2 separate regions of the Anas platyrhynchos genome follow, and region 2 is linked to region 1. A link is a contact called in public Hi-C data. All regions are on one chromosome and are shown on one strand. Each heading gives the region's core, a stretch centred on a gene start, on an enhancer-like site or on the middle of the called end of the contact. The rest is flanking DNA. Distances are from core to core; before and after follow the strand shown.

Region 1 (4,122 bases), core at 1,010-3,509:
GAGTTTGAACTGGCCATTGCTGGAATGTTTGGTGGCTTTAGCAGCTCATTTTTCTCTGCCTATCACAGTGTAATACCCAAAGCTCCAGGATTTGAGAAACGAAATAAATTGTATCAGCTCTTTAATTACATAAACCACTGGAACCATTTTGGGACAGGATACAGGGGGTCTACCCTAAATCTAATGAGAAAACTTCTAAAATAATCAGATTGGTGTGAGAAATGCTGACCCAGTCTCTTAAGTGATTAGCAACCTACGCTTATCAGAAGTAATACAGGGTAGAAATCAATGTTGATGCTAAAACACCTGACATATAAAAGGCTCAGAATAATTTTGAGCCTCACTAAATGTTGAGAGTGATTGTGTAATTTTTGACTCATACACTGGCTTACTAGCACTGATTCATATCCTGATGAAGGAATGTTTTTGAGCATTGTTTATGAAGTTTCCACTAGGTTGGAAAAGAAGCATGACAGTCGGCCGAACCTTACTCTTCATACAGAGTCTCACATCTTAGCTGCTGCATATCCACAGTTGTTTGCATCTTGCTGCTTCTGCAGCAGTTCATTATTGAGAGTTACTGCAGTAGGAATGTGGTACTGGAAGTAATCACTGGTTTCCTACCTCTCCCCATTTTTAATCTGTTTTAGTTTTTCCTTCCATCTGTTTGCACCCCTTTTCCCATTTATGTTTGTTTTTGTTTCTTTCCCATGTAAGAGCTATGATCCAAAATTTAAATCAGATTCTATGAATCTTAAAATGAAAACATTCTCTTTTTGATTTAAAGGTAAACAGGGTCCTTTGGACTGCTTTTGGCAAACACATATAATAGCATTTCTAATATTTATTTTAATTTAATGTAATTTAATTGTACCCTTTTGTTTTTCTTGCCATATGAGAAGTTCAGTCACAATGGTATTTCTTAAAAGGGATGTCTCTGGAATTCCTTGGTAATTAACTGTACAGTCAGAAAGTGGATTGTCACCACACAAGTTTGACAATATCATATCATTTTAATATGATATGTCAATGTGTTGTACTATGATAGTAACACTTAAATAACTGTAAAAACAGCAAAGAGTAGGAGAGAGGTTTACTTCTTTTCATGATGAGAAAGTATCTATTTTGCTGCTGTGTCGGTTGGTGTTTTCCATGTTTCAATTTTAGAAATTAATGTACAGTAGGTAAGGCAAGTCTGTTCTGCCACTGCAGTTTTCTTGTATGCTGTCAAATTGGATGGACTTATACTGTTTTTTAGTATTCCTGTTTTATTTTTTTAGAAAACACAGGCAATGAGGATGTGGGGAGAAAACTGGGCAACAAAACACTGGCATACAATTTGAGCTAGAGTATATTAACCAAGTCACGTGTTTTTAATGGAAGAAAGTGATAAAGAAAGTAAGTGTAAGTACAGTCCAGCATATACTTATATGAATCAGGATATGTGAACGAGAATCAAAGAACCTATGTCTTTAGGATTCAGAGGGCTGTAATTACTAATACCTAAAATGTTATATTCAGAAATGCTCAAATATTTAGACTTTCTATCAGCTTTAAATGGCTGTGCTATAAAGAGTTCTTAAAGTTATATTTTGTAATTTGCATTATTGAAAAATCATTTAGTTCTCTGTAATGTAATACAAATAGTTTAATTTTTTTACTTCCTTTGAATTTGGGCTACAATGAATGGGGTTATAACACTTGATACAATTATAGCAGTGGAGAAATGGAATAATAGAGTGAGAATACAGTTGAAATTGTAGCTGACAGCTAGATTCAGGTCCCACTAAACAGCAAAATGCATGAATACTAGTATTAATTTTTGCAAAAATGCAGATATTGTGTTGCGAAGTACATATGAACTTAAGAATTTTAATTGTCCAATAAAATAATTGCACTGCAGAAACTAGCTATTATGTCTCTCTGCCTTTTGTGGTTGTGATGATGAATTTGAGCCTGAAGATGGATATTTGAGTATGAATGGAGGTGCTAGATACTGGTCAAGAAGTCACTTGGCCTTATATCCAGACCAGATTTAAATGTTTCTCTGATTTTCCTTTTGTAATCAAAGGAGAGGAAGGACCACCTCTGAGGGTGACTCATCTCCCCCCAGACAGTGGTGAGGTCTGATCCTTGGGAGTGCTTTTTCTACCACGTGAAAAGATAATCTGAGGTGATTTGCTCAATGTCTTACTTTAGACTCTGGCTTCAGTTTTTTAGAGCTGGCAACGTGCCAAGAGAGAAGTGGAAATGTAGTGCTGCTATCTCGTAAAATATTCAGTGGCAGAGGAAGATGTGTGGTAAAAGATGAGGGGATGGAAACGTGGTACGTCTAGGGGTGGAGTATGGCCAAGCATCTTCCTCAGGGACCTTGCAGGAAGAATCTGACCCAAGAACTAGTAAGTGCTGTAAGGGGGCAGCCATTTCTTTTCCTTCCCCATTCTTCTGTAGCTTTCACCATTCCACCTTTGTTTCCAGAATTTTCTGTGATTTAGTTTTGACTTGACAATTACCCTGCCTGCCCCCCAAGATTGTACAACTGTTAAGAAACAGAGGTGATGAGGGGTAACAGAGAACTGAGTGCCTTTCATCTGCCCTTTTTCAACCTGTGAAAAATGCCCTGAGGCAAATCCCCCTCAGTTTTTAGGGCCACCAGAAAGCTTTGGTGGTGGCACCGTGGTGCTGAGCCTCTTGAATTATAGAATCCTAGGATCATAAGGGTTGTAAAAGCTCTCCAAGATCATCTGGTATAACCACCCTTCTGCCACCAATGTTACCCACTGAGCCATGTCCCCAAGCACCACGTCCAACCTTTCCTTGAACACCCCCAGGGACGGTGACTCCACCATCTCCCTGAACAACCCCTTCCAACGCCTGCCCTCTCTTCCTGATCAGAAATGCCTCATAGTTTCCAAGCACCACGGCCACACACCCCGCTTTGCCTGTCAGCGCCATCCCCCTTACCTCCCCCCCCCCCCCGTCGGGGCCGGGCCTCCCCTCAGCTGCCCGCCCTTCTCCAGGGGCGGGGCCGCGGAGCCGTCCCTGCGCCTTTCGGCCCGCGCGGCACCCCGTAGGAGGCAGCCTGCGGCCGGCGGCGCGCGGGGAGCGGAGCGGGGAGCGCGGCGGTTGCCAGGGTAACGGGGCGGGGAGGGGGGCCCGGGGCCGCCAGCGGGCTGTGAGGGGCGGCGGGGCCGGGCCCGGCCTCGGCCGTGAGGGGCGGTGGCGGCGCCTGAGGGGAGCGGGGAGCGGAGCGGTCGGGGCGGCTTCAGGCCGGGGCAGGCGTAACGCGGCCACTGCCCCCTCAGGTGCCGCCGCCATGGCTCTGGGCGAGGCGGACGCGTTGGGCCCCGAGGCGGAGGAGAGCAGGGCCCAGGAGCTGGATGCGATCGCCCGCGGGAGCGCCCTGGAGAGCTTCACGGAGAGCCAGGAGGTGCGGGGGCTCGTCGGGGGCCTGGCGGCCGTGTGCGGGGACCGGGCGGCTCGGGAAACGGCCGTGGAGAAGTTCATAGGTGAGCACGGCGACCGGGGGCTGCGCGCTGTCGTGGCCTTTGAAGGAGGGGTCTTACCAAAAAAAAAAGGACTAAAACGTTGATTTTGGTGTAATTATAATACTGGAACTTCTTTCAACAGGTACCTTGGGTTCATTTTTACCTCATGGTTTTCCAGATGCATGCATGTCCTGCTCGCACACACCAGTTAGAAGCTGAGCCTTGTATTTAAGAGATCTCAGGAGCCCTGTGTAGCCTTCTGCCTCCTGTTCAAATGCAGAAAATAATTTGGCAAAAGATGATGGTCAAAAAATTAGCCAAATCTAATGGTCAAGATACTGTTTTATTGTCTGTTTTTGACAAAATAAAACTAGGTAGGCACGCAATAAACCTAAGAACCATAAATTTGGAAATCTGATCCTGCAGAAATTACCCTATTAAATGAACTGACAGTGATCTGTCCAAGGAGGCTAACAGTGAACATCTAACTGATCAGAGAGAAGTAGCAGGAATGTATTTGTGTTGATTGTTCAGTGTCACAGGTGAGATGGCAGAATTTGATGGCATAGGAAAACACATACTGAAAAGCCTTAGCTGCTGAAAAGCCATCTCTCCTGCAGCTGATCATCCTGCT
Region 2 (4,122 bases), core at 593-3,092, 140 kb before region 1:
TTGCTTAAGTTACTAAATTAGCATGAAAGGTGAGTCACTACATATTTGCTTATGTTTGGTAGAAAGAAACAGTGTTAGCATCCCCTTGTTTCTAGCAGCTTTGTTATTTTTAGATAATCAGGAACTTAAAAGCACACAACTTTCAATAGCTTACACAGTAATGTTGTTTGGAATGTAGATCTATACAGATAATAGCTATATTTGTCAAGTAGATTGGAAGAAATAATTATAAAAGCCCCTTAAATAGCCATATTTCTTTGTGAGCATCAGCATCAAATATGTATTGCACATATATGATGGTGAGAGAAGAGGAATTATTGCATATTTTATATGAAAAAGGTGAAATACAAGGGATTATCTTCACATATGTTCATCACAGAGAATTTGTGCAATTCTGAGCAATTCTTATTAAACCCATAATTATACTACAATAATTATTTTAAAGCTTACAGTTCACAATTAACTTTCACTGAAATGAAAATCTGCTGACATACTCCTGTAAATGATTAAACATAATGACCTGTGTTTAAGAACATAGTGTCTTTTTTCTTTTGTTCTTTATTTTCAAGTGAAATCTTTTGATTTTTTTTACCACTATTTACTTTACTTGGGTCAAGTTGCTCAGCAGAGGCAAATAAATGCTTCAATATGCTAGAATCATTTGCTATATGCTCGTCATCCATTAATTCTTAAGCTAACCCATTTGACTTATTATGGTGATTCTATCAAAACTGGCAGTAGAAATAAAATTATTAAAAAATGGCTGGTGCAATTGTCCTCATTGTTTAGATAAAATTACCCAGAAACATTGCTAGGAAATCTGCTTTGTCTTTTTAGTCATTTATTTCAAAATGTAGTATATGGAAGCACTGAGAAACTGGCAGAATGCCTGCTCTGTGTAATGCCTTTGTTATAATACATTGTGACAGCACAGGCTCTACATTTTAAATGTTTAATTATTTTTTTTTTTGGTATAATTTATTTAGTATTTCCCTTTCAACACGTAAGTCAAAATTCAAATATTTCCTGCTGCTCAGGAGAACATTCTAGTTTTGTCCCTGAATCTGGCCTTTCAGAAGGTAAAATAGAGTTTTTGCAGTTCGTACTGGGAAACATCACTTGGAAGAAAAGCATTTTTTTGTTGTTTATAACGCCTTTACTGAAGTTATAAAAGGCAGATTTAAAGTTTTACTGTCATAATACCTTTTTACTGAGTACATAATACCTTTTCCTGAGTACTATTTGATCAGCCGAAACACTGCTGTGTGGCTGTGACACGGCTCGTGAGGTGACGGGTTGCCCACCAGTATAGGACAGAAGCCCAGTGTCACCAGCTGTAACTTGCTTTGTGGCTGCCTCTTGTTACCTCAGCATCCTTAAATTCTAGAATCATTAAGGCTGGAAAAGACTTCCAGGATCATCTGCTACAACCACCCCTTACCACCAATGTCACCCACTGACCCATGTCCCCAAGCACCACGTCCAACCTTGAACTCCCCCAGGGACAGTGAAGCCGCCTTGGGCAACCCGTCCCAACGCCTGACTGCTCTTTCTGAGCAGAAATGTCTCCTCATTTCCAACCTGAACCTCCCCCGGTGCAGCTTGAGGCCATTCCCTCTGGTCCTGTCACAGATACCTGTGAGAGGAACCTGACCCCAGCTCCCCACAGCTTCCTTCAGGTAGCCGTATGCTGTGAGTGGATAGGAGCGTAATTAAGCGCATGCCTTAACATTTTAAACGTGATTTTAACACTTTAGAAGGGAATTTAACGTTTCGGCAGGGATTTTAACCCTCGGAACCGTTGACACCCCGTTATTACCCGATTTATTTCCCCCCAACGAGCCCGGCGCTGAGGGACGGACGCGGCCCCGCCCCGTGCCCCTTCACGGGCGGCCTCTCGTCATCAGCGCGCGCGGGCCCCTGCTCTGGTCACGTGCCCCGCGTTTCCCTGAGGCGCCGAGCGGGCCGCGGGTGAGGGTCGGGGGGGCCCGGCCGGCTCAGGGCCCCCGGCCCGCTCCGCTCTGACTGGAAATTGCCGCCCGGGCGGCCCCTTCCCGCACGGAGCGGCTCGGGGGGATGGGGAGGGAACGGGTGGATCCCTCTTTAGGGCCGGGCCGCCGCGGTTCCCGTCAGCGCGGCCGCCTGGGGCTGGTTTCACCCTCACACAGCCTGGCAGGGCCTTAAAGTCGTGGGAGGGGAGGGCTCGCCGTGGTGGTGCCCGAGGGGGTTGCAGGCGGTCACCCGAGCTCTCGTAACGGCCTCTCCTCCGCTTCTAGGCTCGCCATGTCGCTGCCAACCAAGAGATGCGGAAGGCCCCCGGTGTTGTCGTTTTTGGAAAAGAAAAAGAGAAAGCAGAGCCTGGATAGGAGGAGGGGGAAGACGAGGATCTATGTGGGAAGCCACATCGACCGCTGGCTGACGCTCAAGGAGAAGCTGGACTTCAGGAACGATGCTGAAGTGGCGGGCTTTTTGTTGGACTTGTGAGTAGGCTGTCTCAGTTCTCCTCTGTTTACCAGTCCCAAGTAAATAACGCCTGGCATTAATTTAACACCAGCTGTATGTTTTCTTTATAGGTATGACAGTTACGACCCGTTGTTAAAAGCTCCGATCTGTTCCCTCCCAGGCAGTGTGAGGAGAAAGTGTGTGAGAGACGAAAAAGTGTTGTCAGACAGCACTTCCTTGATAGCAGCTGATGGAACGTTAGTATTATGCTCTCTTTGTGTGTGAATGGGGTAGATTAAATCTCTTTCTTGATAGCATTTAGAAGATGGCAACTGCTTTTAAAGAAGGGGGGTGGGTCATATGCAAGAGAAAACTATACAGCTAATTTCATCAAATTGTATAATTTGGAGACCCTTTGTAGAAGCTTTTCTGTGTTGTATTTGCAGGTATGACAATGATGACCAGCTGTCTAAAGAATCTGCTTGTTCTGAACCTGGAGATTTAAGAATCATCACTGTGAAAGACGAGAGAGAGATGCCACATGATTGCTTGTCAACGGAGATGGATGACACGTTAGTGATGCTATGGGGTTCTATTTGCATGGTTTACATTTGAAAATATTTTGTATGGATTTTAATTTTCACTTTTAATTTTGCTTATTAGAAACTCATGTCATTCATGCTCTAATTTCTTACCTAAAAGCATCTCAGTAGTTAACGGTTGGTCCAGTCTTTGTGAGGCAAGAATCAATGAGAGATTTTGGAAAAGTTTTCTCTTGGAGTACACACAGTAAACTTGCTTGTTCAGTGACTGCCTTCCTTAATCATATATAATTTGTGAGTGGAACAAGAAAATAGCTGCTCTACGTATATTAGTCACTTTAGTAAATAATGAGCCTTCACGGTGATACAGTCTACAGGCACATGTGATTGTAGTGTGTGCTTTAACATTTCTAAAAAGAAAAATGTTTAATTGTTTACTGTTTGAGTAATAATACATACAAAGTGACATGTTAACCTGTTTAAAAATAGTGCTGTGCTCAACGAGGCAACCACACCGTCAGTCGACTGCTGATTTCTTTTACTGCAGTGTCATCAGTCACTAAGGCATTCACAGTTGAGATCAGAGGAGCCTCAAATAGGTATGCTTGTCCATTACTCTTTAGGTTTCAATTATCCACAAGTATTACTGAATAACTGTAATTTCATCCATGTCTTAGTTATCAGACCTTTAAAAATGTATCTTTTAATGTGTGCAGGGGGACACTGAGAACCTAGGACATTACATTGGCATTGCATGATGTGTCCAAACCCTTCGCTAATATGAAGTATGTAATGCATGTAGCATGTTTGTCTGAATCTTGTTTTCCACTGTTCTGTTTTTTTGCGACTTCCCTAATTCTTCTTACTTTTGATTTTAGTAGGTGAACATGTTGGGGTTCTGAAAGCAATTCAGTGGCTCAGAAGAATTCTTGGAAGCTAGGTCAGGAGAACACAAATATCAGTGCTGATGAAGCCGAAAATTTCAAGTGCATTCTTCAAAATAACATTTTTCTCTGGCACTATAGCTTTAGTTTGGAGTGCAGCCAACAATAATTGAATTCCTGGGATGGATTTTATTCAGGTGAGACAGAAACCTTGTTCTTACTTGATTGCTTATTTCTGCCCTTTGAGCTGTGAG

What was found. Hi-C and Micro-C count contacts between places; a contact is called where the count stands out from the background.
Region 2: a Hi-C map of liver shows a contact between it and region 1, with 3 times the contacts expected there. The contact joins the promoter of LOC139999102 here to the promoter of TBCD in region 1. A contact is called at or near these places in 3 of 8 Hi-C or Micro-C datasets (liver, skeletal muscle and subcutaneous adipose tissue).

The regions. Positions count from the first base shown.
Region 1 is chr19:7,188,836-7,192,957 of IASCAAS_PekinDuck_T2T, reverse strand. TBCD (tubulin folding cofactor D) reads left to right here and starts at 2,259. Exons shown (of 40, transcript XM_038165607.2): 1 at 2,259-2,399; 2 at 3,306-3,509. The coding sequence starts at 3,317. FN3K (fructosamine 3 kinase) reads left to right here. Exons shown (of 7, transcript XM_021267358.4): 7 at 1-1,909. The coding sequence ends at 204.
Region 2 is chr19:7,331,596-7,335,717 of IASCAAS_PekinDuck_T2T, reverse strand. LOC139999102 (zinc finger protein 692-like) reads left to right here and starts at 1,842. Exons shown (of 6, transcript XM_072025843.1): 1 at 1,842-1,971; 2 at 2,277-2,480; 3 at 2,574-2,699; 4 at 2,889-3,014; 5 at 3,863-4,065. The coding sequence starts at 2,284. The coding sequence ends at 3,869.